6 separate regions of the Mus musculus genome follow, and regions 2, 3, 4, 5 and 6 are each linked to region 1. The links are chromatin contacts, called in public HiChIP or PLAC-seq and promoter capture Hi-C maps. All regions are on one chromosome and are shown on one strand. Each heading gives the region's core, a stretch centred on a gene start, on an enhancer-like site or on the middle of the called end of the contact. The rest is flanking DNA. Distances are from core to core; before and after follow the strand shown.

What was found. Promoter capture Hi-C pulls out the DNA fragments that hold promoters and counts their contacts. HiChIP or PLAC-seq counts read pairs in DNA pulled down with a chosen protein or histone mark.
Region 2: a contact with region 1 is called in a FOXA1 HiChIP or PLAC-seq map of pancreatic cancer cells. The contact joins the enhancer-like site here to the promoter of Mal in region 1. A contact is called at or near these places in 5 of 39 promoter capture datasets (embryonic stem cells, hippocampal neurons, liver and 1 more) and 3 of 115 datasets of contacts at active chromatin or transcription factors (bone marrow-derived macrophages, large pre-B cells and pancreatic cancer cells).
Region 3: a contact with region 1 is called in a promoter capture Hi-C map of the C10 cell line, with 2.9 times the contacts expected there. The contact joins the promoter of Morrbid here to the promoter of Mal in region 1. A contact is called at or near these places in 5 of 39 promoter capture datasets (the C10 cell line, frontonasal cranial neural crest, hippocampal neurons and 1 more) and 1 of 115 datasets of contacts at active chromatin or transcription factors (pancreatic cancer cells).
Region 4: a promoter capture Hi-C map of frontonasal cranial neural crest shows a contact between it and region 1, with 4 times the contacts expected there. The contact joins the enhancer-like site here to the promoter of Mal in region 1. A contact is called at or near these places in 8 of 39 promoter capture datasets (the C10 cell line, HPC-7-derived erythroid cells, cranial neural crest and 5 more), 1 of 115 datasets of contacts at active chromatin or transcription factors (pancreatic cancer cells) and 1 of 9 other capture datasets (liver).
Region 5: a promoter capture Hi-C map of liver shows a contact between it and region 1, with 2.9 times the contacts expected there. The contact joins the enhancer-like site here to the promoter of Mal in region 1. A contact is called at or near these places in 7 of 39 promoter capture datasets (the 3T3-L1 cell line, cranial neural crest, frontonasal cranial neural crest and 4 more) and 1 of 484 Hi-C or Micro-C datasets (bone marrow-derived macrophages).
Region 6: a promoter capture Hi-C map of hematopoietic stem and progenitor cells shows a contact between it and region 1, with 4 times the contacts expected there. The contact joins the enhancer-like site here to the promoter of Mal in region 1. A contact is called at or near these places in 7 of 39 promoter capture datasets (the C10 cell line, the HPC-7 cell line, frontonasal cranial neural crest and 4 more).

The regions. Positions count from the first base shown.
Region 1 is chr2:127,654,000-127,658,917 of GRCm38.p6, forward strand. Mal (myelin and lymphocyte protein, T cell differentiation protein) reads right to left here and starts at 2,696. Exons shown (of 4, transcript NM_010762.5): 1 at 2,042-2,696. The coding sequence starts at 2,134.
Region 2 is chr2:128,390,952-128,395,555 of GRCm38.p6, forward strand. All of the region lies in intron 1 of Morrbid (myeloid RNA regulator of BCL2L11 induced cell death), which reads right to left. Among named protein-coding and RNA genes, the nearest start is that of Gm14010, 29 kb to the right of the region's middle. Within about 2 kb of position 1,615, at least 57 of the 459 cell types and tissues checked have an H3K27ac peak or open chromatin away from gene starts, as enhancers often do. A contact at or near this core is called in bone marrow-derived macrophages and pancreatic cancer cells, where this site is marked.
Region 3 is chr2:128,427,020-128,431,845 of GRCm38.p6, forward strand. It overlaps Morrbid (myeloid RNA regulator of BCL2L11 induced cell death), which reads right to left and starts at 2,332. Exons shown (of 3, transcript NR_028589.1): 1 at 2,075-2,332. Gm36154 (a long non-coding RNA gene) reads right to left here. Exons shown (of 3, transcript XR_374969.3): 3 at 3,778-4,799.
Region 4 is chr2:128,543,290-128,547,689 of GRCm38.p6, forward strand. The region is part of intron 1 of Gm39928 (a long non-coding RNA gene); the gene reads right to left. Among named protein-coding and RNA genes, the nearest start is that of Gm39928, 4.2 kb to the right of the region's middle. Within about 2 kb of position 1,447, at least 140 of the 459 cell types and tissues checked have an H3K27ac peak or open chromatin away from gene starts, as enhancers often do. A contact at or near this core is called in pancreatic cancer cells, where this site is marked.
Region 5 is chr2:128,610,659-128,615,614 of GRCm38.p6, forward strand. Anapc1 (anaphase promoting complex subunit 1) reads right to left here. Exons shown (of 48, transcript NM_008569.2): 47 at 4,712-4,846; 48 at 1-2,405. The coding sequence ends at 2,290. Among named protein-coding and RNA genes, the nearest start is that of Gm39929, 7.8 kb to the left of the region's middle. Within about 2 kb of position 1,798, at least 14 of the 459 cell types and tissues checked have an H3K27ac peak or open chromatin away from gene starts, as enhancers often do. A contact at or near this core is called in liver, where this site is marked.
Region 6 is chr2:128,444,363-128,449,024 of GRCm38.p6, forward strand. The region is part of intron 1 of Gm36154 (a long non-coding RNA gene); the gene reads right to left. The region is part of intron 3 of Gm29010 (a long non-coding RNA gene); the gene reads left to right. Among named protein-coding and RNA genes, the nearest start is that of Gm29010, 13 kb to the left of the region's middle. Within about 2 kb of position 1,254, at least 53 of the 459 cell types and tissues checked have an H3K27ac peak or open chromatin away from gene starts, as enhancers often do. A contact at or near this core is called in hematopoietic stem and progenitor cells, where this site is marked.

The DNA of each region.
Region 1 (4,918 bases), core at 1,446-3,945:
CAAAGCACATACTGTTTCATATGCATGGTCTATGCTGAGGAACACTTACCAGACCGAGTCTGCCTTCTCCCTGCTCCCCAGGCAGAAAGCCAGCCCTAATCTCTCCAGGAAGAAACAGTCAAAGATGGCAAGTGAGCCATGGAAGGTCTCTGGAGAAAGTGACAGATGTGGGAGGTGGGCAGACAGAAGGTGGCTGAGGTAGAAGGGACACATTTTTTAAAACACAAAGGGACAGATTCTGGTCAAGAGGGGACCCTAGAGACCCCTGCTACCACACACGGGACTGGAGAGCACACCGGTGTGGGGCATTTTCACTAAACAAATAATGCTGAGATTTTTCCATACCAAGAGACTCTCTTCACGGGGATGGTGGGGTCCTCCTGCCCTCTCTATGGATTTGATTGTCCTGCCTGTTCCTATCCTCAGAACTAGCCTTTCTGTCATACTGAATAACTAAAAAAGTGGGAGAATAACTAAAAAAGCGGCTGTGGACCTGCCATCACCAGAGCTCCCCTGCCCTTGTGTGTGTGTGTGTGTGTGTGTGTGTCTACAATCAAAGTTTTCGCAAAGAAGCATGAAGCCCAACTGCCACTTTATCTCATGACTTGGTACGGTGTTCTCCAAGGAGCCAACAGCAGTTTCTCGAGACTAAGATTTTTTTCTCCCTTAAAAACCTCTGTGCCCCACCACACCTCAGGTGCAATCTTGCTCTCTTTTGATCAGACCTCTGTAAGTTCCTCTTTGTAAAATTTTGAGGAGCCGCCCATGACTTAGTCCCAGGTCCTGGATACCATCTGCTCATTTCTAGAAACCCAATAATGGGCAGACATAGGTTAAGAGATGACAAAGACAAGAATGCTCCTCCCCACCCCCTGGCACCCAGTAGGTGCTTTCTCATATGGGCCAGATGCCTGTGTCAACTACATTAAGTTGGCACTGTTCCAAGGTTTGCTTGGCAGTCCTGAGCCTAGAAGGAACTCTATGAGATTGGAAGGCTTGCTAAAGACCTGGATGACCTTGGCAAGTCCAACCCTGTTCTGGGCATTGGCTGTTCCTATTTGTAAGCTAGCGGTGTGCAGGGTTTCTTATGTTAATTCCATAGCCTGGGCCGTGATTGTGCCTGGGGTGTGAAATCACTTTAGAAATACCCACGTTTGGGTTCAACTCAATATTCATCTCAATTTCAGTGACATCCCCTTGATGATGGATCCTACTGTTCTTGGTGTCCACAGCCTCCTTTGCTAGCCATCCAGTTAGCTGGGATCCAGTTGTTAAAATCACCTACACTTTTTTTCTCCAAGTTATTACTCCACACAAAGACCTCTGCGTGGTGGGAGCACAGGAAATGTTGTCTCCACACCCACAGAATTGAACAAACACCCTCCTGTCCAGGTAAGTGCTAAAGGACCCTGGGGACTAGAAACTGAAGTAGCTCTGAAGCCTGGCTGGAGCTCACAATAGGAAAGTTTCTCGAAGCTAGTGGGTCGGTTCTACAGTGTAAGGCTAATAGAACCCAGCCCAGGCGCAGAGTCAGCCCAAGGTCAGCCAAGGCAGGCGACAAAATTCACCTGTCTTCCCTGACTCCTCCCTCCCCTCACACAGGGCTTGGGGACCGCGGCCCAGCAAAGCACAGCCACTGTTTTTCAAAATTGGCACAGAGGCATTTCCTTCCCAGAAACTTCAAAGGGCCTGAAAAAGGCTGGCTACTCTTGATCTCCAAATCTCTGTCGCCAGCATGGAAGGGTTCTTTAGCTGGGTTTGTTTACTCAGGAGGACTCTCAGTGGTACCTTGTAAGGAAGCTGCGCTCGGATAGGAGCTAAACTCTAGGAAGAGGTTTTTCTGCACCTGCCTGGGAAATCGGTCCGCTAATTTAGAAAGGAGCAGACCACGGAGAGATGGGGAAAACTTTCCCGATTTTAGTTCCCTCCTGTGACTGGGGACAGAGCTGCAGAGCTCCCCCCCCCCCCAACCCCTCCACCCCACCCCCAGCAACTCAACCCACCCGGTCCCTTTCCCAGAGCAGGGCGCGTTATCACTCACAAACTCACAAACGAAGAGCAAGTCAGGGAAGGTGGTGAAGACCGAGAAGCCACTGGGCAGGGTGCTGCCACCCGAAGCCGCTGCCGGAGCCATGCCTGCGAGCTGGCGTCGGCCTTGGGACTGGACACGCTCGCCTCCGGCTCCGCACTGACCACTCGCTCCCTCCGGAGAGCCCAGTGGCCGCGGCGCCCTCCCGCGCGGGTTAAAAGCTGAAAAGCCAGGGTCAGAGGAGGGCGGAGCTCCGGCCACCCGCCCCGCCCGGGTCTACTGCCCTAGAGGACAAGGCTGAATCGCCTCTGGCGCCGCCCTGAAACCCGACGGAGTGCTCTCTGAAGATCTGCAGGACTGGGTTGGGAATCTGTACGCTCCTGACCTAACCCTAGTTGCCACCTGCCTGAGGGCAGTGGATGGAGCGGCTCGCGCGCTGCACTTCCCTGTGTTGCGCGCCACGCAGGTGATCACTATTCATCAATAACCTATCGGAGACTTCCCCACTTTGACATCCATTCCCTTTAACTCTAGTCGTGTCTCCAGTCTTCCGCTGGGTGTGTTAATGTGCAGCCTTCACATCCAAGCTCCCGGAGGGCACATTTCGATCTCACCGGCAGGCTGGGGGTTCTAGGGGCAACAGCAAGGCTCGTCAGGGAAACTATATGCCAGCAGGAGGGAAGGAAGTGACTCTAAGGAGAACGAATCTGAGAGGCTGTCTGGCGGCGGCGGTGGTGATGGGACAAGTTGCATTCCTGGGGCAGATATTGCCAGGGGAGATTCCCTCAGTTCTGGAGATGGGGCAGTTCTCCCCCATCCCGTGTCCTTTGACTCTATGGACTGCTGAGTCGTTTCTGGGGATTTACTCTTCTTGTACCACAACTTTACGTTTTATTTTTGCCTTTATTTTTAAACAAGTATCACACTCCAGTAACTGCCATTTAAATCACACCAATCCTTTTTTTTTTTCTTTTTAAATTACATACGGTAAGGCTAAACTCTGTTCTAGCTGAAAGGGAAATGGCCTTTCTCAACCTCCAGCTCAGATTCTGAACTTGACCTCCACCTACCCCAGTTGCCACTACTGTTCAGGGTCTTGTGTGTATAGGGTCCCTCCCACTTTCCCTCTGCACAGCCTTATTCCATTCCCTACAAGAAGTACATTTCTGGGCATATTTTTCAAAAGCAAGACTCCATGCCCATGAATTTGCTGATGAGAGCAACCGCTTATGAGAAAGGACCAGAGGTTTGAAGTGGGAAGATGCTCTGTTCTATTGTGAGCCTCTCCACGCTGTCAGCTTTGGATACCTGTGAGTGCCTCCGCCAAATATCCAGCTCCCCAGGTCAAGGCCTCTAGATAAGATGAGCTGTGAGATCCTCAGGGCCCCTTCCCCTATTCCCTCACCCTGGGCAGCTTACAACTTGGTAGCCCTGCTGGATCCTGAGAGTGTCTCTTCCTTCTAAGGAGATATTTAGTGGAGGCAAACCCAAGCAAACTGGCCACAGAAAGCCACCACCAGCCGGATATAAGATGACCAACTAGCAAATCCAGTTGAAGTTGGTTAGCAATTTCTAAGGGCGTGCATACTAACTATAAAAGCCCACAAAGGTGCTGTTGACTCTACAATGTCTTTGCCTGGCTTTGAGTGTCCCTGGTTTTGCTTATTTCAAACCTTTGTGGCTAAGGCCTTAACATTTGGGCTAATGACTTAAGGGGAAAGTACTGGTGCACTCAGGAAGGCTTGGCAGTTCCAATTCCCACAGGATAAAGTGGGGGAGGCTCTAAGTCCAGAGGGAGGATTAGCTGGTCATCTTGGCCAACGTCAAGGAAATCTGCCTCCCCATCCCTGTCTTGGTGACCCTCCCATCTCACCTGGAACCCTTTGCTCGATGCTCACCTTCCTGACCATAGTTTACCCAAATCTATCTGTCATCTTCTTCCTCAGTGAGACTGCCCCAAGTGTTAGCCAAGGATTGAGAGTAAGGACCAGGGGGACTCAGCTTTGTCTGCGCCTAGCAACAAAGGAAGCATGAGAATGACTCCATCTGGATATAGAGCGCCCTGGCTGTGTAGACGGGTCTGGTTTCACTTTCAGCTGAGCATCCCCAGGCTACACTGGGCCACTTGCTAATGATCCAGATGGCTCATATTTATAAAAATCTAGGGTCATAGTTAGGGTTCTAGAAAGATATAGACAAGCCGGGCGTGGTGGCACACGCCTTTAATCCCAGCACTTGGGAGGCAGAGGCAGGCGGATTTCTGAGTTCGAGGCCATCCTGGTCTACAAAGTGAGTTCCAGGACAGCCAAGGATACACAGAGAAACCCTGTCTTAAAAGCCAAAAAAACAAACAAACAAAAATAAATAAAAAACAACAACAACAAAAAAGATATAGACGATGAGGAGCTCTAGTCAATAATCCACTACAGTGCCCTCAAGTCTTCCTAGAAGCACACGAGTGCCTAGGGTCTAAGGTGGGTCTGGGCCTTTTGTTAAACTGTATGGTAGCCTATGATATCTTTCTCCAAGGTAGGAACTGAGTCAGGAAAAAGTCACTTCCTCTCTCTCTCTCTCTCTCTCTCTCTCATGCAAAGGGCAGGAGAGAACGGGTTTAGGGAGAGAGACATGGTCAGAAAAGTATTTGTGGAGTAGGAACTGCCAACAAACAATAGCAGGTACAATTTGGTTTCGGGGTTTCAAGTAAGGTAACTACCAGTTTACTGATGGCTCAGAAGGGAAAGGCCCTTCTGAGTCTGCAGAGTAGTGTTCAGCATTCAACCAGACTGATGCTGTCCTGTAAAGCTTTAGGAACTTGTGATCAATGCTCCCAAAAGACCACCCCCAGTCTCCCAAATTCAGTCTTAGTGGTCATCTCAGACATGGCCCTGG
Region 2 (4,604 bases), core at 365-2,864, 740 kb after region 1:
GTAGCTCAGCTAGTCAGCAGGCTTTGATAGGTCATAGGTGGAAAGCCAGCCTGGGCTGCTGAGTGAGACTCTGAAACTCTTTAAGAAGGGTATAGCTCAGTGGTAGAGGGCCTCCTAGCCTAGTATGCAAGAGGCTTAGGACTCAAACCTCAGAACCTAAATAAAAACTTTTAAAAAGATACAAATAAAAATGTTAAGTCACAGGTCAGATTCTACCTAGTTCAAAGTTCACATAAAGCCACCCAGTCTACAAGACATGTTTTTCATGTCCTCCTGAAAGAGCCGCAGTTTCGCTGTAGACAAGAGAGCGTTACTACAAATACAACTTCATCAGCGAGGAAAGGCTCCTGGCTTGATGGCATTGTGGTGTCTCAGGCTGGAGCAAACAACCAAAACAACAAGTTTTGTCCCGCAGACAACAACAGTACAGAAATGTCTAGATTAAAGGTTGGGATCCTAGGCTGATCTAATCCCAGCAAGAAGAAACAGCCCACCTAGGGACAGGTGAAGTGGATGCAAAGAACCCCACACTGACCACCCTCTGAGCTAGAGAGTGATTTTTTTTTTTTTTTTTTTTTTTTTTTTTGCTGTCCTAGAACTAAATTTGTAGACTAGGTTGGCTTTGAACTCACAGAGATCAATTTGTCTTTACCTCCTGAGTTCTGGAATTAAAGGCATTTACCACCACACCTGGCTTTTTTCTTTTATTATTAAAAAATTAAACTTTATTTCTAAAAAAAAAAAAAAAAAGTGGGGAAAAAAAACCACACATCTTAGTTAACCAGACCCACAGTGTATACAACATGTGTATAGTCAGAGTAGCCATTCTGAATGGAAGTTTTGGTAAATTCTTACAAATCACATCTAGCTAATATTTTATTACACGGTGATTCAAACACCCAATTTCCACAGATGTGTGTGCATTGTTTAAACTGTGCTAATGGTCACAGCACTCTGAGCACTTTAACCACATCTCTGTGTGTCCTTCAGTGTCCTGTTTCCATTCACGTTGCTGCGCAATGGACAGCAGCACCTTTCTCTAGGACATTTTTGTCTTTTCAAACTGAAGCTGGCCCCATTACACTCCCTCCCCCACCTCCTCCCTTCCAGCCCCGCCGATCTCGATCTCCAGCTTCCACTCTTTGTCTATGAAGTAATCTACGCTTGGTGTCTCAGAATTGTGATCCCACTTTTTTTTTTTTTGAACATTAACAAATACCCTGAACACCCTAAGCACAGGAGAGGGTGACAGTTTATTGGCTACCCTGTCCCGCAATAAGTAAATCCCCGTTCACCACGGCCCTCTCCAGGTCTGCTGGCAGGAGTGATGCTTTTACAATCTAAAAACCAAAAGGTGATTTTTTTTTTTTTCTTTTTCTAATTGCACGAAGCACAGGAGCAAGAACACTACCAAGAAACCTCAGGGACACACTACATCTTGGGTTTGGTAAGTGACACACTTTTAAATCTGATACTTTAAAACTCATTTCAGAAGTCAAATAACCCAGCCCGCCACCTCCGACCCACCCCCCACGCCCTGTGAATTCTCTAGACTCTGTCACCTCGAAGGAGGGAGGGTGTAGGGGGTTGGGGGGAAGCTATTCGAAACAACAGGAAGTTTCTGTGGATCCTGACATTGGCCCCTGGTGACTGAGAGCCTAAATCAGTGAGTCATTCCCCCAAGACATAAGAAGCCGCGAGGACAAGTGAAGTCGATTGTTTAGTATTTCAAAATAAATAGAAGAACTGACAAAAACGGGGGGGAGGGTGGGGGGCTTTGTTGATAGGAAAGGCAAGATGCTTTTTAAAAACCCATCTGTAAGTGACAAGAAAGGCAAGTCAGATTTATTTTGTATTATGAGGGTCCTTACTTATTTTTTTTTTCAATGTTACTCCACAAGAGGTATTACAGGGCCACAGGAAAAATAGTTTCTAGGCAGCCAAATAGTAATTAATAATATCACAGGTAAGTTTGTGTGAGATATAAACTTTATGAGCTATTGAACACTGCTTCTGCATCATAAAGCCCACAGAGTCGGTAAGTCCGTGCAGTTCGGACAGGAAGTGAGTCCACACCGTGTTGCTCTTGGATCTGAAAAGTTCTGATGTTGGGCCAATGCTACAGCTTGTCTGAGGAAATAATACAAAAACCAGAGCCACAGAGGCCACGGAGTCAGATTTAGGTAAATGTCAACTCGTCTTAATTTCTGAACTGTCTCTCTTATTGGGTCACTAGTGACTTGGTGTCCAAAACCAAACCAAAACACCAAAAAGCTGAGGTTGGCTAACAAAATTCTCTTTCAGAAGCCTCAAATGACCTGTCGTCATGCATAGCTGTGCAGGGTAAAATATACAGAATAGAAATACATAAGAACATAAAAAGGGGCAGTAGCTAATATTTCTTCCTAGGAACAAGATGAAAGCAAGCTCAGAGAATCAGACTCTGCATTTGACAGTTAAGCTGGAAATCCAACAGCTAAGTCCCACAGGCACACCACCAAAGACCTCTTGTCACCCTTCTTATAAATAAGAACAAAAGCTGGACCCTCCGCAAAGGCAGTCAGGTGACCCGTGAGCCAGCAGCCGTCCCCACCAGGCTTCATGTCCATACTGTGGGACTCTGAAATCAACAAGTCACCAGACCACACACCAAGCAGGGCCTGCTCATTTCCCCGAGGGAAAATAACTATGTTTAAAATGAAAGTATGACCAACCCTGGCCTCAAGGCTGCTCAAACGATCTTGAGGAAGTTTCAAACACACCGAATTAGCAATCTGTCTGTCTTCAATTACAGAAGTACTAAAAGCCAAAATTAGCCGATTATGCTCAATGCACCCGAGTTTAAAAATGACCCCGCGAGCTTCTGCCATAGAAATCCCTACATTGTCACTGCACGATAAAAAGAGCCCTGGGACACTCACTCTTGTCCAACCACATTGCAGGTGGCAGAGTCCTTAAGGACGGTGACCTCCACAGGACCTTGCAGAGGGTATTTTATTTCTCTCTCTCTCTCTCTCTCTCTCTCTCTCTCTCTCTCTCACACACACACACACACACACACACCACGACTATATATTGTAGCTAAACTCAAGGCAGCCATGTACCAAACTCACATGACTGTGAAAGCCACCACCCCAGAGAAAGATGACTTAAAGCAGGCCCACGGGAGGGTAGAGTGACTGAGATGGACAGCCCCTGGCCCCCGGGGGTGAGCATCACACTTTCTAATGAACATAACTGAAATTGCCATTAAAGAGGATATCTGCATATCTTCTCCGCAACCCTGTGGTTTCGGAGTCCTGTGGTTGCAGGGATCTGCAAGAACCCCTGATAACTGGAGAATCAATGTCCCTGACACAGAAGCAGCAGAGTATGTAGAATTAATTTGGCTTTGGGATTTAATTCAAATAACTTAGGCCTAGAATAGAAGACAGGCAGCTGGACGTTTTGCTTTCTGGAACATTCCATGTAGTGGGACCTGACTTAGGTGGGTGAAGTTCTTGACCCTGAACAGAAAATAAAATGCTAAAAATAGTTCTGAGAATACTGCCTGTCTTCATAGCCAACCCTAGAATGTAGAATGTGCTACGTGTCTGTGAAATGGAGCCAGAGACTCTAAGAACAATGACCCCATGCCGGGTCCTCAAAGAAATACGCTGGAGCCTAGGACACAGGGTTTCTTTTCATCTCTGTCATAAAATGTAAGCACAAACTTCACTGTGAAACCCTTACCCCTGAGACCTTCCTCAGAACCTAGGAGAAAAATCCCTTACTCAGAATCCAGGTCTTCCCCAAGAGGGTGAACCCAGAGAAGCCTTTTCTAGGGGTATGGCCGATTGAGAGCCCAAGGTGTCTCCAACGGTCTTTTTCCCACCTTGTTTTTCTGATCTTGCTGTTCTTGTGAGACAGGGTCTCATAAGGTTATATAGCCCAGGCCGGCCTGGGACTCCCTGAGAGCCCAGGCTGGCCTTTCTACCCCAGCCCCGCAAGTGCTTGACATTAGAGATCTCTGTTATCATGCTTGGCTGCCTGGCTTCTCTCCCACTTTTTGACATAAACAACAGCAATATTTTACTGAACCAAACAGAGCTCAAGCCAGCCAGACCTCTGGCATTCCGTTTCCTCCCGTCAGCCTCACAGCCCTGTAGAAGTGTCTATAGTAGTCTTCCAGTTTTGTCATTGGGTTCCACTTAGCAACCCACACAAAAACTAAGAAGCCAGGAGAGGGATAGGTAAGACAGTGTGTGGGCTTCATTGATAGGCTCATGGAACTTCGAAGTTCAAATGAGGCCCCAGGGGAATGGTTCAGGGACATCAGTGTTGTGGGTGCCCTGCCTCTGGCAGGGACTGGCATCTGTCCAGACTGTAGCTCCTGTGTGCTCGGCTCTCATTTCCAGCAACCTGTACCCCTGTTTCCTTCCTGGTCTCTCAGCTATGGAAAAACACAAACAAGGAGGTGGGACCATTTTAGGTAGTCCTAGAGGCAAAGGTTGTGTGTCCCAGTCTCACAGAGAAGTGGGAAGCCACAGAAGGCAGAAGGGCCAGCCCAGGGCTCTGCTTTGACGGGACAATGGACACACCCGAGGGTCACTTCCTTTTACCTT
Region 3 (4,826 bases), core at 1,082-3,581, 770 kb after region 1:
TATGGTAAGAGGCCATTGGCTGTCAGAATCCACATGACTGCCTGACCTCTATATGACGGATCAAAATCAATGCCTAAAACAAAACACAACACCACCAAGCCATAATCCAGCAATCCTCACATGAGGTTTGAAGACACAAAACCCAGCGATAGGCTCACTGCTGTGACCTGCATATATGTGACGACATGGGAACCCATGTAAGTGTGCTCAGCCCACAGACATACTGTGCCACAATTCTTGATCCCATGACGTGGCATTTCTCTGGTTACTTGGACAGCTTACTTACCAAGAGCACCAAACCAACTAGGAATGATGGGCTCTCTCTATTGGCTACCTCTGGCTTGTCAATCACTTTCTGTAAAAGTCCTGTGGCCAACTACAAACATGCAAACTATGTGCCTTCAGAGGACTGGAAACTAAGTGGACCAGGGAGAGGTAAGATACTGGAGTCCTGCCTCCATCCAGGCCCTTTCCTGAATTCCTGGCAGGTGCTAACTCCTTGGGCCCCTTGCGCGGGGGTAGATGAACAATGATCTAGAAGTCCAAGGTCTCCAGAAGTGGGTCAGCAGGACCTGGGGCCCACTGGCCTCCCTTCTAATCCAATCTTAATCTTGCTATCCAAGTTTTGTGGCTTCAGGGTGTGGCCCCAGAGAGCTGGGACCCACCCACAGTTATCTAAACACAGATAAACAATCTTCAGGCAGAGCCACAGAACTAGCCAGGAAAAGATTCAAACCCTGTGTTGACCTGTGAAGCCTTTGGCGACTCCTTGGGTTCCGTGTATAGAACTGCTCTAGGATAGGAATTCTTCTCAAAGGTATTTGGAGGCTTTCTTTCTCTGAAGCTTGCACTCTGATTTATTTAAGCCAAGTTAGTGCCTGCCTCTTGTGGAAGCCAGCTTCAAAATTCATGTCTCACCCGATTCTCCCAATCATAAGGGTGTGAACTATTTCAAAGGGTGGGGTGCGACTGCGGCTCTAGACTACCCTGGTCCTTCCTGCACCCCAGAGTTCGTTTAACAAACTCTGTGCTCGGTCAGGGGCAGGACCCAAAATGATTGTCATCAGCCCAGGCATGCTGAAGAAGCCGAACACAGTATTCCTGACAAGGAGACAGCCAAGAGACCTCTCAGGTACATTCCAGGAGAAAGCTGAACGTGTGTGACTATCCTCTTCACAGAGGGCCAGGCAATGCTGATATCATGCAAAGACCCGAGCCGGCAAACTCCTGTTACGCTCAGAGTGAATGGAGCTGCTCTCAGGGCTCATTCAGTTAGGTTGCTGACTCATTCTTAACCCGGGAAGCCCCACACGCCCCAGTGAGTTGCTCAGAACAGGCTCCTGTCTTCCCTGCAGCCTGCTATGCAGCTTTTTAAGCAAATGACCGCTTTTTAGATTTGCTTTAAAAGTGGCACAGCAGTTACTGTAACTGTTTATTTGACAGTAAAGATGTTTGTAAGAATAGCAGTAACTCAGCCCACTCCCTTCCCCCATCTTCCACCATGCCCTTCCTGGTCCCTAGCCTGTGGCTTTTCTTTCTGCTTTTGAACACATTTTCCACCTGGAGCGTTAAAGGGAAGCACGGGATGTAGCGTGTTCAGAGAAAAGACAAAATTCTGCCTCGCTGCCATACTTCTTGCCCTGAAGCTGGACAGCTCAGGCCTGGCTGCCTGAGTCAGAGACCAGAAGCTGCCCCCGGGGTTGGCTCTTCCTTCTGCTTCTTAGGAGCGGAAACTAGTTCAACCTCAGTGCCCAGTTAACACAAACTCACCCACCTCCGTCTCTGACCTTCACTTTAGCTTCTAGCTAGGAATCCGTGGTGGCTTCCTTCCCAGGCAAGCCTCACGCTCTCCTCTGAGACAGCATAACACACAGCCACCATCCACAAGGCACAGCTCAGAAACTTCCTCCAAGAGTCCCGCAACAGACACAACAGGTGGGCTGGAGGCAGAGGGAGCCACTTTTCTGACCTCACAAAACCTTCAAAGTCTGGGAGAAGCAGTGTCTACCCCAGAACACAGCAGCTGTCACAGCTCAGAGGTGCACGGAAAACATCTTTGACTGAGAGTACTCACCAGGGAGAAGCTGATAGACGGGTCCGCCTGCCTTCCCAGCCACTGTGCTGTGAAGATCCCAAGATATGCGCAGCTTGCCTGGAAAGTCACTTTGAAACTTAGAAAGCAGACACTGCAAAGTCACCCAGTCCCCTCATTCTCAGAGATGTCCACATGATTAGGAAAAAAAAAAAAAAAGACAAGAAAAGAAAAAAAAAAACTGCAAAGCAGACACCTCAGTCTTCATTGTCACTGGAACCAGATGACTCGTGCTGACTCAGAGCCACCACTTCCTCTCCCGACATTCTCTTCATACTTTGTGAGCCCGCCTGGTCTGGTTCCCAGGGTCTCTACCACCCTTCCGGAAAGAGCAGCTTCCCAGACCTTGGGTGTGGAAGCCCCAGGCTTGTAGCCAGTGATCACCCTCATCAGGGAGGAGACGCTTTGGTTAGGAGACTTGGGGGTAACTGAAAATAAAAGGCAGAGATCTCACATGCACACGGGTGCTGTAACACGCTGGCCGTCCACAGAAGAGGGAAGAACCCATTTTTGCTATTTCCTTAAGGCATCTGAGTTTGCTTGGCCCTGATATCCCCTATTTCAGTCCATGATTTTTTTTTTTCTGCACAGAGTTTTGATCTAAAATCATTATATCTATTCTGAGCTGGCTGTTAGCATGTGTGACTTAGTCTTGCTAGGCTAAATCACATGAATAAAAGAACCAAGGAGTAAAAAACAAAGTTATGGTTCTCTAACTTTGAAAGAATCCTGAACGTTTCCATGCAAGAACCAAGAGCCCGCCTCTATGTCTGAGTTTTCTTTTGAATGATGCAGAGGGCGGGGCTGTCTTCCGCAGCTTCAAGCTTTTTTGAACTATGAGAAGTACTCCAGAGAAAGCGGAACCCATGTACCACTGAGCAGCCTCTGGTGAGGCCAGGTAGGGTTGCTGTGATTGTTGATATCTTTGCCCACCCCTCCCTGCCCCCAAAAGTCAGCACTGTCCAAAAAAAAAAAAAAAAAAAAAAAAAAAAAGCAGAGGTTTCACTTTTGAAACGTACATTTCAGTATATCAGAGAATCTTAACACAGCATACGTAAGAGCAGATATGTGTGCCAGAGAGTCTCTTAAACAGGTTAGGGAAAAGCTAACAGTATAGGCAGGGAGGAGAGAGAATTTGGGGGTACAGGGGCAAGGGAAGAAACTCATCCATTCATAGGTCAAGACCCCTCTGAGGGTCAAATGACCCTTTCCCAGGGGACAACCAAGACCATTGGAAATCACAGATATTTATATTATAATTCATAACAGTAGCAAAACTCCAGTTATGAAGTAGCAATGGAAATAATCTCCAGTTGGGGCTCCCCACAACATGAGGAGCTTATTAAAGGAGTAGCAGGGCTAGGAAGGTTGAGAATGTTCAGTCCTAAGGAGACGGAGGATTTGGCCTTGGCAACAGCTTGCAAGTACATTGTCCTCTAAAGCCTCCAAACACCAGTCCAGCTCCTCCAGGACATCGTGTTGTTTGAGCAGGCTATCTAGCACAGTCTGCCCAGACTTCCGAGAACAGCAAAATATATGAGGGGAGGGCTTTTCAATACAAACCATAACTGGTTATCATTAAAAGACCGATATACTTGGCCCATTTGCAAAATCCAGACAATGGTAGTTCCTTCCTCTGTATGAAAATGAAAAGCTAACTCCAGGGTCTGTAACTGTGGTGAGTGTCTCTGTTCTCTTATACCACTGAGCAGGTCAAAGCTGGCCTCTGACAATGTGTGTGGTTTGCTGTTGAAAGTTTTCCTACCAGTATAGTATTTGAGTCACGGGCCACAACCAAAAGTCTAGGCTCAAAGAGACGACTTGCACACTAAAGAGGTAACCTCTTGTTAAAATTCAGAGCCTATGAATAAAATGCACGACCACAAACGGTTATTTAACAATGCGGACAGTAGTGAAGACAATGGCAGCGTACTGAGAGCAAAGGACAGGAAGTGTGGAGTTCAGTCATTCACAGACTCAACAAATGTGGTCCAGATGCCAGGCTCTGATGCTGAGCCTTGGGAAACAGCAGGGGGTGGGGTCGGGAGGGAAGGTCCCCTGTGCTCAGGAAGCTTGTATTCTCAAGGGATAGGACAGAAAATAAGCACACAGGACGAACTCGAGATCATGATGTGGTCAGTGTGAAAAATTGCTAATAAAGTCAAAGCCATTGAGATGAGTGGGCTGCTGAGACAGGCCTGGGGCTGGGGAAGGAGGCAAGGAAGGGGCTGGGCTGCTGTGCCTGCTGGAATAAGATAGCATGAGACAGGCTGGATTATATGAGAGTGGAGGGGTCTGATTGGAATTTTCCAAGGATAACACTTGCTAAAAGCAGAGCACATGGGAGTCTGGTCACCTCCACTTTGGGTCTGATGAGGGTGATGGAATCCAAGCAATGTGTGCAGTCAGAGGTGTGGGATGGGTTGGGTAGCCCAGTGGTAGGTACAGATTACTCCAACAGAACTCTTGGACTTTAGGGTTGAGGAGCAGAGTGGTGCCACCTGCTAAGAGGAGGAAGGTTGAGGGAGTTGAGGGAGGAGACAGTCCAAGTGAGGAAGACATCAAGAACACCGGCTCCGTTTCCGCTGCTGTTTGGCTTTGCCTATCAGATGTCACGTGGAGATGCTTATAAAGATGTTGGTAGACTTTAAATGCCAGGAGTAGGTTTGTGTTGAAGATTTCAGAGGTGGTGATCTAAAGGCCCGGCCTGGAGGGGAGAGACACATAGAGATGA
Region 4 (4,400 bases), core at 197-2,696, 890 kb after region 1:
TTTTGCTTTTATGTGTTTTTTTTTTCAAGACAGGATTTCTCTATGTAGCCCTGGCTGTCCTTGGAACTTGCTCTGTAGACCAGAACAGGCTGGTCTCAAACTTAGAGATCTGCCTGCCTCTGCCTCGTGAGTTTTGGGATGAAAGGCATGGGCCACCACTCCCAGCTTTAGTTACTTTTCTTATTGCTATGACCTAATGCAGGACAAGAAGCAACTTGAAAGTAGGAGGGTTTCTCTTGGCTTACAGTCTAAGAGTCAGGATAGTCCATCTTGGCAAGGAAGGCCCGGCAGCGGGAGAGTAAGGCATCTTGCCGCACTGTGCATGAAGGAACCAGATGACAGATCTGAGGTGAGGCCTGGCTATAAAAACTTAAGACCGTTTCTCTAACGACCCACTTCCTCTAGCAAGGCTCTATCCACTAAAAGTTTTGTAATCCTTCAAAACAGCTCCACCAGCTGGGCACAAGTGCTCAAACACACCATCCTTAAACCATAACACTCGCTTGTGGTATTCTAACCCATCTATGGTCCGACTACAGACTAAAGCCCCAGGCCCACAGGTAAACTAGGCCCACAGGTGAGAACGGTGGTGAAAGAGCCAGCTTTAATCCCCAGTTTTGCTTCTGCTCTGTTTCACTAGCAAACGGCAACCACTCGGAGACCTGCAGCGAAGGGCCCAAGCTGGTGTGTCCTTTCCCTTTCCCTTCTGTAGAGTGCAGAGAAGCCTCACCTTTTGTTTTAAGGAAACCCTGAAAAATCCCACTTCAGGCCTGAGCAGCAAAGGAGGCCGGAGGCCCCTGCACCTCAGAAGACAGTGGTTCTAGTCAGTCTGTTATTGTTAGTCACAAGAGTGTCTGCATCTGGTAATAACAGCTGTCCAGTGTCTGGAGGCCCAACAAGGTGGAAAGAATCCCAATGCAGAGCTTAAACATATACTCTATATCTAAGGAGCAACAGAATTTGAGGTGAGAGATGTTGGCTTCTATACAGAAGCAGAGCCAAGATTTGAGCACACACACACACTTCCGAGGCAGGGATTTGCTTCCATGGGGCTGAGAGGGTCCAGAGGACTGGCTCAGTAAGGTGAGTAACTCAAATAAATGATCTGATACCTCCACTCCAAGCTAACTTGAGCACCACAGAAGCCTGGCTCGTTATCGGTGCCCAGGGATGCCCACTGCTTATCTACGATTCACATTGGCACTGTAAGTGACTTGCTGGGTCTCATGTTCAGTGTATCTCCTCTCTACCAGACTGGGGCAGCCCCGGGACTACAGGGGGCAGGCAGTGCTCTTTCAGACACCCAAACATCTGTTGTTCTTGCTAAGTAAAAACAAGTGACTAGTCACAGCAAAACCATGAAAGAAAACCACAAGTGACCTAAGGATTTCTGACTCACCCTTCAACCTGGGTACTTTGTGACATTCCAACCAGAGCTCTCAGCCACCTGCAGCTGAGCTGAGAACTGCAGTCCCTTTGTCTCCCTGGCTCAGGGTAATTACCCTGCCCCCAGATGGCTTTTGCCTTCAGAACAAAATAAAGAAAAACCACCTCCCCCCACTAAGCCCAAGTGACTAAGAAAAGCTGGCAGGGACCCTCCCTCAGACCATAATTGTGGGAACCTCTTGCAAAACAATTTTAGTTGCCAGATAAACTGTGTCTTTTCCCAGCAGCCAAGTGCCACACCTTAGAGACTGGGTGAGAGATTTCTTTTGAGATATCACTGAGCAGATGTGAAGAACTGGGCCTCCTCTGTCCACTAGGGAGCGCTGTGTAGAGATGCATCCTGAGAGGCCTGAACAGCCTACATGCTGTGTGTGTGTGCAGGGCACCAAAGTGTTCTAGCTAGCAGGGTTCTGTGCTCAGGCTTGGAATTAGCAGCCTCCTGATGGGAGAGGGTTCATACTGGGTGCCAGTCAAGACCCTTTCTCTGTGGGATGGGCAACTGTGACAAGGCCATCTGTCTAAGAGGATACAGGAGCCGGACAAACACCACCTTCACGTTAGAAACAGTGCCACAGTGAGTTGTCGTGTTCTGTAACACCTAGCTCAGGCCTTTGGGGATCACACCTGACAAAACTGGAGCCAGACCTCAAGCCAAGTGCAGCTTCCAAAAATTGTATTGCATGGTTCTCTGAACACAGAAAACTTCCTTTTCCTCAACACTGCCCAATATAGATGGCCTATAAGGAACTAGGGATACGGTCAGTCTCCTCACAGCAGGGGGAAGGGCAGGAAACAAGCACAGAAAGCCTCCCCTCCATCACCTGAGCTGCTAGGCTCCTCGGTTCAGCTGCCTACAAGTGTCAGGCTGCCAACAGACGGTCTCTGCTCCCTGCACACCAACTGCTGGGTGCAATAAGCACCTCACTGCTAAAGCAGTAAGGAGTTAGCGATGCAGAGAAGATGCGCGGGCAGGGTTATGAAGGGATTGCCTAGGCAGCTCCACGGAGAAGAGCAGCCTGCACCATGATCAGGGACTGTGCATCAAGGAACCTTACTGGTTGAGAACAGTATCTTTAAGGAGGTCACCTACACAGAGAGTCTCCCTTCTGGCTAATGGTCTCTCAAAACATGACCACGCCACCTTAGGTGTGGCTGGTTCTCCCAGCTCATTTTTGTAAAATGTTTATTTATTTTTATATGTAGGGGTGTTTTAACTGTATGCATGTCTGTGTACCACATGCATGCAGTGTCTTCAGAGGCCAGAAGAGGGTGTAAGAAACTCTGCGACTGGAGTTACTGATGGTTGTGAGTTGTCATATGGGTGCTGGGAACAGAACCCAGGCCGTCTGGAAGAACAGCCAGTGCTCTTAGCCACTGAGTCATCTCTCCAGCCCCTCTTGGCCCGTTTTTTGTAGATGAGGAATTATATATAACAGACCCCAGGGCATCAGACCCTACAGCCCTTTTCTCTATCCTGCCTGCTACTAGCCTGCTGCAGAACAAATTACGTCTCTTTCTTGAAGAGACTGGTGCTGCCAGGGTTTGGAGAGTCTAGTGTTTTACCCTCCACCTCAGGGTGGTCCTGGGCCACAGGCATCTCAGAAGAAAGGCCATCATAGGGTCATATTGGGGACCCAAAACTTCCTTGATCAGTTCATTCAGGTACCACGAACACTGGCCTGGTGTATCCCACCTGAAACCATCATGTCTTCATTAAAGTGTTTTATGCCAATAACTCTCTTTATGGATTTAAAAAAATAAGTAAGCTTTACATTTGAGACTCACAGCATTCTGCAGCACTCAAAACCATCCCCCACAACTCTGAACTCAGCAGTTAGCAAAGGGTGGGGGAGTCTGAACCTGCAGAAAAGAGAAAAATCATTGAAGTAGCCAACAATCCTTGTCCGGACACCCTGGGGACAGCCTTCCTCAGAGTCTGTGTACTGAGAATTAGGTGCAAAGTGACAATTTTGACATTTCTCAGAGGGAACGTCCAGCCTGGGCCCGGGTGTACCCAAGGACCTGCTAGCTGTAGACACTGTACAGAGAGAAGCCAGAAGTGACTGTGGCTAATGTCGAGGGGCTCTGCACATCCCCTGACCACCACTGACCACACTTGAGTGACTTATATGACTTTTACCTAATGCATTGCATCTCTGTAAACTGGATGCTCTGATGGTGAAAATAATAAAGATTTAAATAAAAATGTTAAGAAACCAAGGAGTGTGGAAGGTTCTAGAAAGAGCTCCTTCCCGGGTATCATATTATTATCACTTCCTCAGGGTAACTCCTGGAACATTCATTCACTGCATTCTTCCTTTTCTGGCCTTGAAGAACAAGTCCAGTCCTGACCTCTTTCCTCACGTCGAGGGATGTGAACGGGGAGGGGACTCTCCTTACTTCCACAAGTCCTGAGCTGAGGCTGCCTTCTGCCTTTGGGGGAAACACTCTGCAGCAGAATTTGGCAGCGAGAGTGAGGAGCCTGAAAGGAGTTTACGTTCTTCCACCTGGCAGTGGCCCTCTCTGGAAAACCGCTGGAAGGAATAAGTCAGAAACTTGGCCCCGTCTTCCAAAGAGGGCTCAATGAAGCTTTATATATAGCTGTTAAAAGCTGGCAACGGTGCATCTCCCTTACTGTATGGGAATGGTTAAGTAATTACGGGGCGTCCAGAGGATGGGATATACTTCACAGTCTCAAGATGGCACCTCCAAGATTATTTAATGATGTGGAAACATAGGACAGCTTCCACGGTGTTAAGTGGGAGTCTATAATACAAACTCAAATACACAGAACAATAAAAGTACCTGTATGTGAACATGTACAGAGAACTGGACAGGAATGTAAACTGTCAAAGGGAACTGTTCTGGGTGGTAAAGTTATAGCTCGATTTTTACATTGTTCTTGGTTACTTTCTATACATTGCCTTTAGAGGTTTATAAGTGACTGAAGAGAA
Region 5 (4,956 bases), core at 548-3,047, 960 kb after region 1:
AACATTGGAGTATAAAAGAACAGGAATTAAGATCTGGCAGGTGCTTATAAATCTTACTAAATTTATTATGAAGTTCCTGTTTTAAAATTCTGATATGTTTCAAGAAAAAAAAAAGTCTTAAAAGTACACTCCAAAATATTCTAAAGGAAAAAGATTGCAGTATTAAAAGTTTACCAAAGAAGTGTTTTTAGCTAAAAAGACAAAAGCTTAAACAAGATGCTCTATATAATGTGACCAATAGTGATGACTAAGTCAATGGGAGAAACATCAAGAAAACACACAAAAGCCCATGTGATTGCAAAGGTGCTTGGCTGCTTTCAACATGTTCAGAAGCTCTGCCAACGCTAAGACCTTCCAGTTCACATTGAGTTGTTTCTGATTCTCTTGGACTCAGAATCCATGCAGGCAGCAGCAGACCAGAGCAGGGTTGGGTGTAGCAGATAGGGTAGAGTCCAGAATGTTGAGAACTATGATGGAGTAGTGTAGATGAAGTTTGGCATCTGAGCTCAGTTTTCCTTCACTCCCACGTTAGACCAAGAGAGAGAAGGACAGACGTCAGTACCCTTTGGGGAAAGAATCTGAGCACACCGCTCCATTGTCTGTCTGCTGGACAGTACCTACACTCAAAGCAGCTGCCCCTTGTGTCTCCATTCCACATGTATCAGAGGTGAAGCAACGTCCTGGGCAATCAGCCTTCCCTTGTAGTCACAAGTGCCACTTTTGATACTAGAACACTTCAGGTGTTTCTCGGGCTCTTCCCTTGACGTGGTTCCCAGGAGGCTGGCTGCTGTGCATGGTAAGACTGGTTCCCACAGCATGGTTTGGAGACTAGTAAATAGTTTATCTGAAGATCCTAACATGGTTGACTCAAGAGCACTAGAATCTCTTCTTGGTGTCCGTCCAGCGGACAAAAAGGCCCATCAATGCTGTTTCCACTGAATTCAGTCCTCTCTTTCAAGTCCTCCCATGGCAGCCATTAACAATTGAGAGTGAAAAATAACTTGGACAGTGGGTTCAATATTGATACAAATTGAATGTTCATCACCAACTGCCATTTAATTGCAATCCCTAATCTAAAAGTGAAGGAAAGCACATTTTGCCCTCAAGGTCAGCCACAAATTACCTTGCTGCAGGCAGGCAGGCAGGCAGATGGACATTACCAAATCCCAACGCAGCAATTTCTATTGGCTTTTTCAGAAACAAGCGGGAAGTTAACGAGTAGGCATTCTGCAGTTCCTACTTGTTTACAGTCACACTGGTCTGAGAGAAAGCTGTGAGCACAGGTTGAAATGGAGTGAAAGGAGTGTTGTTCCTGTTACATGGGGCATCATGAGCTGTCCTGAAACTCAGAATGCAAAAGCACTTTCCAGACCTTTAGTTCAGATAGACTGATTTCCGTATTTCTTAACACTCCTCTGTGGCGGTAATTCTGTATTTTCAGTATTTTGAGCAGGTGTCATGCACAGCCTGCACAGGCTGCAAACACCAAGTACCACAGACAAGCATCAGGAGTTTATCGCTTAATACTTCTAGGTGCTAAAGCTCAAGACTGTCTGACTGGTTCCTCACAAGGGAATCTTCTTAGTTTGTGAGCAGTTGTGCTATGAGTTCTCACATGGTACAGAGAGAAAATCATCTCTTTTTCCTCTTCTGAGCAGGACATCGATTCTACCAAATAGACTCCCCCTTAGAGTGCCCTTTAACCTCGATTACCTCCAAAGAGCTGCAGCCTACACAGCTGCACCAAGGTCAGGGCTTGGGCACAGTCCAGTACTCCATGCTGAGCAATTCTTCATTCAGTAGAAAACTGCTGGCAGTAACGCTGTCTGTCATCCATCCACCACGGGAAGCACAGACTCATTGTAGAGAAGATAACTGTTACGTAACAGACAACACACAAACGCTCCCGGAGAGCACAAAGTCCATTTTCACAATGTGGCTTTTTAAGCCTTGCACTTCTGAGTACAGAACCTGAACCACTAAAGTTATAAGGCTTAAAAACTCAGCCTGTCCATCTATTCTCTGAAGTCCAAAGCAATCAATAGTTTTGAAAACAAACCAAAAATCTTTATTTACAAAATGTGAGTTTTAACTGATGTTTTATACATCATATGACACGTGGACAGCACCAGCGTTATCTGTCTTATTTTCAACATGAATTTTAAGCACAGTGAGGCGTATGCAACTGAGTTCCATTGGTTACAAAACAGAAATGCTGCCTTCACTTTGCTGCCATCAGGATTCTGTGCCGCAGTCATTTCTAGGGTGGGTTTCCCTCGGCAGAGGTGGTCACATGACCATCGGCTGTGGGTTCCCAAGCAGCACAGGAGCCAGTCTTAGCAAAGCCCGGACGGGCATCTTCAGGTGTCGGAACCTGTAGAGGAGTTCAGCAAAGCTTGTGCTCCCTAAAGAGACAGAGATGCAGAAGGTGACATCACTACACAGCCGCAGCCACACAGCCCTCCCAAGCTCTGCACACCACACCTGAGCCAGAAAGCCTTCCTTCTACACAAAAGCACCCCAGTGGCAAACCTTGAATTTTTAATTTCCTAAAACAATTAAAGAATTTAAATGTATCCATTCTGTACTTTAGAAATTAACCACTGTGAAAACTTATCTGTGTACATTAAATTCAATTAACTTCAATTACTATAAGTGATTTTGAAAACTGATTTTAATACTTGATTTTTGATCTGTGAGTTCAATCTTTTACAAACAAACAACCTCAACAGACTAAAGACTGAGAGTTAATCTACTGTCTCTTGTTCTTGGTCCCACAGTTTACAAATACTCACTGGAGTGAGGCCTGGATATCTGGGATTTTAGACAATACCCAAGCGATTGTCTACCGAGATCTAGACCCACAGGCACATCGCCAAAGAGTCTCTCAAGCTTCCTCCTCCTTTCCTCCCCACCCCACAGTCCCAGCAGCACGGGTTATACACCTTCCTGTTTCTCTGCACGTGGGCTGCTGCTTTTGTTTTACTTTTTCTTTTTCTCATTCTGCAGTGTTTACTTTCTTATTTGATTAAGAACAGGGTGGGGAGCAAAGAAAGAAAATAGAGGGGGTAAAAGGTAGATAAGAATCTTGCCCCACCAGAAGCCAGGGAGAGACAGCTATTTGGTTTGCAGCAAAGTACGAATGGCAAAGTGTGAACAAGTAGGGATGCAGGAGCACCGTGAGGCAGCACAAATCTAAGCAGCTTAGGCCAGGGGCTGCACTAGCATGGCAGCGTGTGGGCCTGGAGACAGTAGCTGCTGTTACTGTTGTTTATTGTTGTTATTTTTTCCTGAGACAGGGTCCTGTGTGGGCCAAGACCAGCTCCCACCTCACTCTGTAGCCAGAGATGGCCTTGAACTTCTTCCCCTCCAAGGAATTTGATTTCCAAATGCTTAAATTATAGGTGTGGACTACTATGCCCTGGGGAGTGGGTGGGGCTGTTTTTATTGTATGCCACATATTGAATTTCACCTACTTTTCATTGCTGGGTACTTCCATGTTCTTTAGCTACTGGGCTTAGATCTGGGTAGAGTTAGATTTCAACAAAACATGCCTGCAGTTACGATCATAGATCACAACTTATGTTGATCCTTTGAGATTTATAAGATGTGACCACAACATGGTATAGTCCAGAGGTAATTTACTTCCTATGACTGAGGCCATACCCTCCTAAATTCTACTAGGAATTCTTCTAAGAAGCGGTGGGATAGGCACTAGTAAACAACTGGCAAGTTATCTTCTAGTACACTTGTAAGCTTCCCTCCAGGGAATTCCTTTATATGCAACCTTTTGGCCATTAACTTCTAAACCCAGAAACTCCCCTGGTACTTACTGCATAGCCCGCTCCTCTCTGACACATCTTGCAAACTCTGGCTTCCTTGGTCTCTCTATACCCTCACGTCTCTCCCACAAGTCAAGGAGTCTTCCTGGCAATACATGGGTTCCCTTTCCCTACCATAGTCAAGAAACTCCCAAACAATCCAACCAGAAAAGGTAACAGCAAACCTATAACTGCTATCTTATGCATTTGCCTAACCTTTGTATTTGTTTCCATGGGAAAGGCCACAAAATATAAGCAATTCCTCATGGCCATAACTAAGTACATTTTTTCCTGAGGTTTTCTAAACAAAAATGCCATTAAGCTAAAAGTGATTGCACATTAACAGAACCATCTTCTCATTCTCAAAAATATTTTTTCACTCTCAATTAAAGGGTAGCAATTTAAATGTGACATGAATAAATCAGGTTGCTTTATAGACAAACTTAGTGCCTGATTCCATACTGGACATAGCATCCAATCAATAGCTTTGAAGTTTTAGGGATCAGAGACTGTGATTACATAAACCTTTTAAAAACTAAGAAATCTTACAAAGTTATAAGAAAAATCAAGTAAGTTCTGTAAATATAGCCCAGTGGTAGAATGTTTGGCTACCATGCCCAAGACCTTGAGTTCAATTCATATAAGTTAAATATATAGAGATGTCATTCATATATGGAATAATATACACATTTACTCGATAGTCCTGCTCTAATAACATCTTTTTTTCGGAGGAAAAAGTATATGGTCTGTTCTCCTTTCAGAAAGCATTCTCAACAAACAAATCATGAACCCAGCTGAGTACCGCATTAGAGAAGGGGACTGACACGAGTTTCTCCCGAACTAGATACTAGCAAGGAACAAATACTGAAAAGAGGCTGAGATGGGGTTACCTTCCAGTCCCATGGGGGGCAAGTGTCGTGGTGCTGGCACAGAGTGGTAGACAAGGAAGCAGGCCAGCATGTTTAGCTGAGACTTCTCAACAGGCTGCCCACTGAGGTAGGCATGCACACACACATCACCGCCAGCTATAGAGGACACAAAAGGAGTTGAATGGGTCAGAGACAGAGATGAGAGACACGGGAAATTATTGCTTTCATAACCTTTTCATCAAGTGCGTACACAAACCAGGCAGTGC
Region 6 (4,662 bases), core at 4-2,503, 790 kb after region 1:
ATGTTCCCACGACTGCAGTGAATGAACACGGTTGACCTCGGGACCCAACACTGCAATGACATTTTACAATCTCACAGTTTCTCTCCCTCGGAGAGTGTAAATTTCCATCTCTGCAGCTAAAACCCACCTAGAGAACTTGGGGGTAAGAGCAAATCCATTCGTTTTATGTGAGTAGCTACAGCAGAGTAGAAAAAAGTATTCCAAGTGGGACCAGCTGGTGTGGGGCACCAGTCTCTGTCCTGTCAATAGTGTTCTTCATGGTCCCCAGCTCGCCCCGCTCCTCCCATCTGGACCCTCTAACTGTGAGTTATTGTGTGTTGCGGTGGGGATAAGAGGGTTAGTTCATGGAGGACCCACTGAGGCCTCAGAGGCATGTAAAATGTGACAAGCAAGGCCGTGGCATACATAATCGATCATGAACAAGCCCAGAGACGAGAGGGATTCCTTCCTGCCAAGATCCTTGGCCTTGGCAGAATTTGTGTGTGTGAACCCAGAGGCAGATCCCAGAATTCTGTCCAGGCCTTTAAAGCTTTCAAAGATTTGGCACCGATGTGACAAAACAACACAGAGAACAGAGTGGCTTCTACTCTAAAGTCTGCAGTAAAAGAGGTTTGGCAGTTAAAGGAGGAGGTGAGGTTTTAGTATGAGGCTTGTAGAGCTGTCAGTCACCGGATGAGTTCAGCAGCGGAGGAGAGTCAGACACAATGCTTAAGCAGTGAGCAACTCAAGGGCCCCAGAGAAGGCTTTGAAATGAGATGGCAAGACCTTGGGTCAAGCCTTCAGACTCAAAACATTTAGAGCTGGTTGTAACTTTAATTTAATTTAATTAAAAAAATTTTTTTTTTCTAGCCTTATTTTTAATGATGGTTCCTAAACACCTCAAGTGAGCTCCTCGGCAGCCATCACTGGCCACCAGTGAGAAAAACCCTAGGCCCAGATCTGGAGCCCACACAGCATCTTGGCAATACATTCTGCCCCATGTATAGGTGGGCCTGTAATACTTGTTCAAGTTCAGAAACTACGTAGGGGAGGATCTAAGAAAAGATCCTCAGTTTGTGGGAACTCAGGGCTGAGTTCTTCCTTCCACACCAGACCCTTCCAGCCTTTGAACATGGCAGTTGAACTCAGGACAAAGGTGGCGGGAGGGGCTCAGTCATCTATTCTTCATTTTCTAAGAACTTGGTATATCTGAGTTTGGAGAAGGAACACTTACCAGGGAAGTTGTGAAATTGAGGGAAATTACAAAATGCTCAGAGGCGGTTCCGGCCTCAGCCCAGATCTGTAAAAGCTTTAGAACCCTCAGATTCCGGAACTGGTCAGAGAGATGAGCAGGTGGCTAGTGGAGGCCACGCCATCCTTGGCCTGATCCTGTCTCTCTGGATAACAGGCCACAAAGCTGCCTCTGTGCACTTAATGTCTTTCTGGCTTGGTTTTCTAAGAGTAAAATCAACCCCACTGTACCCAGCACAGGAAGCCCCTGAGGACTGTCATTTCTCCTTCCTACACCTGGCAAAATGTGAATAAATTCCCCCAGCCCCCACCCCCATCCATTCTCTAAGCCGAAGATACAATCAGTCATTTGAACTTCCACACACAAGTTTGGACATCTCAGCGGAGATTTGCTTTCAAATCCATGCAGAAGAACACATGATGTCGGGAGGGGGCGGGAGGACCTGTTGCCCAAAATGTAGCATGCCATCTTCATGATATGGAATCACAGTCAAAACTGTGCAGCCCAGTGAGATGGTTCAGTGGGTAAGAGCACCCGACTGCTCTTCCGAAGGTCCCGAGTTCAAATCCAAGCAACCACATGGTGGCTCACAACCATCTGTAATGAGATCTGACTCCTTCTTCTGGAGTGTCTGAAGACAGCTACAGTGTCCTTACATATAATAAGTAAATAAATCTTAAAAAAAAAACTGTGCAGCCCAGGCCCCCTATAGCGTGCTGTGGCCTTGGGTCCACTTGTTGGGGATGAGAAGTGTTGTGGGGAAGGCTGCAGAGAAGCAGGCCAGGTTATCCATCTCTTCTTTTGCTCCCTTGCGGAAAGCAGAGGCCTCAAGAGAGGTTAAGATTAGAGGAACCAGTATTTCTGCAAGGGCAGCCTAGAGCAACCTTGATGGATTGTTCTACATGCATGAATCCACTGCTAAGCTAAGGTGTACTTGTGTGGATGTGGGTGTCTCTCCAGGTGATGTGTTTGTTCATATAGAAATGATACATATACAGTTCTATCAGGGTAGCTGTCTGTTTAGGAAAGATGGCTCCTCATTGTACAAAGAGGTTCTGCTGCAGAGTTCTTTTATAAAGATAGACCCCCAGCTCCTGTGATAACTACATTGTTCCACTTACCTACAAAACGAATTCCAAACAGTTGCCAACAACATCATGAACAGGCAGCCAGGTCTACCCAGATGGTCCTGTCCAGTCTGCCCTTGGGCCAAATAGAGTGTCTTAGTGAATGCTGGGAATTGATTAGTAGCCTGCCTTCAACTCCAGGGGTCATCTGCACTCACAGCACTAAGAGAGGCGGGTTGAGTGTCTTTTGTCTTATTCTCGGCTCTCTTGTTCTCCTGATCCAGGAGATAGAGCCGACCCTTGTCAGTCTAGAGTCACCTGAGGCCTGCAAGCAGACAAGGCCAGTGCTCCTCTTACACAACGTCATGGTTGCAAATGCAGGTAAATACTGGAATTGAGTACAGGTTGGATCTCAGCTTTAAATATTCTGCCAAGGTACCCTGTTTGGCCCATGGGCAGGGTGGACAGGGCCATCTTGTCCACAGAGAATTCTTCAGAGACCTATGGGCTCAGTCACACATATGACCAGACCCAGGGAGCTTCCCCTAATCTTCAAGCTACTGAGATACACATAGACTGTGATTCTCTCCAGAGAAGAGCTTGGTAGAGAGAATGATGAAGCATCCAACCAGGCATGAACCTACCAATTGTAGATACCATGCCAAACTAATGTAAAAACAAAACAAAATGAATCCCTCGTCACTTGCCGCAGTTCAGAGACCTGGCCCTGGGGTCATGAGACTGGGTGAGCTGGCCCTGTCCCTCACCAGCTGCAGGACTTGGGAGAGCGGGCCCTGCATCTCCCTTGGGCAACATGGTAGAGCTGGCCATGGTGGAGGGGATGGAGATAAGCCAGAGGGTGAGAGCACAGAAGAGCTGGCCCTTCATTTGTCTGCCCTGAGGTGGTGTGGGTTCAAGGGTGATGCCCACCCCAAGTCACCCCTCACCACCTGAGTTAGCACCGAGGACATGAGAGTGGGAGAGCTACCCTTGCCCCTATAATGGCTGTAGCCATTGACTATATATATTGACTGGGCAACACATTGGATCTGACCCGGATGGAAAAGGCACAGGCAAGCCAGCCCCAAGGGTGTGAGAGCAGGAGAGCTGGTCCAGCCTCTTGCAGCACTTGGAGAAGAGGGCCCTGTGCCTTGAGAGTAGAGCTGGCCCTGGAGGCATAGGTGCAAGTGAGCCAGTAGGAAGGCATGAGATGAGAAATGCTGACCCTGCCTCCTGCCGATGGCTGTGTTAGGCTGCCTAGTTTGGGCAGTGCTGAAGACCTTGCCCTAGTGGTGTGGATAAAAGAGATGGCAGACTGACCAGTTCAGTGCCCGACCACCCAGGCCCAGATCCAGGACTCTGCAAATGGTTGGAACACATGAAAGGGCCAGTCCTGCTGATACAGATCTCCATGACACAAGACAACAACAGGATAACCAGGAGGAGTCCCAATGAGGATCCAATATTGATGGTGTCACAGAAGCCAAAGATCTCGAACCAGAGCAATGACTCGTTGTAACGAACATTTACAAGTGAAGACGTGTGGCAGAGGGATATCCTGTGGGACACACTGTGACATAATGCAGCTTCCATGATCAGATGTTTTCTGTGCTTTTTGTTATTGTTGTTGGTTGTTTGACAACTGGCTCTAAACCAGTGGTTCTCAACCTTCCTGATGCTGTGACCCTTTAATGCGGTTCTTCGTGTATGGTGACCCCCAGCCATAACATTATTTTTGTTGTTACTTCGTAACTGAACTATAAATATCTGTGTTTCCCAATGGTCTTAGGTGACCCCTTTCTCAGGGGTCACGACCCACAGGTCGAGAATCACATTCTAAAGCATCCGATAATGAAACTCTTCTACTTGGGTGGCTTGAGATAACAACCCTCAGTTTCTCAAATGCTGGTGGCCTTCAAACCTTCCCATATCTCAGCCAAATGTATGGTCTGATTCGATGAGTCTGTGCTGTGCTCTGGGATTCTGATGTTTCAGAAGGCTCCTGGGGGTACCACCACTGCTGGTCCAAGGACCACAGTTTGAAGCTGGTATTTAGGACAATTTACTTGGGAATAATAAAGTTAGCAGGGTCAGCCTCTGATCCAAGCCTAGGGCAGACAGAGAAATTGTGATATCAGAGACTCCCTGCTCAGATTCCTGAGACTGTCAAGGTCTAAGCACCCAGATGTGTGTGTGTGTGTGTTCACACCTGAGGGAATCTATGCCATGCTGCTAACACTGCGCTGCATAGAAAGATAAATGTCACACAATCTCCCTTACACGTGAAAGCCAAAACACCGATCTCATAGAGATTGAGAGTCAAGTATCTAAAGTTACCAGGAGGAATGGAAGAGATAGAGGGGT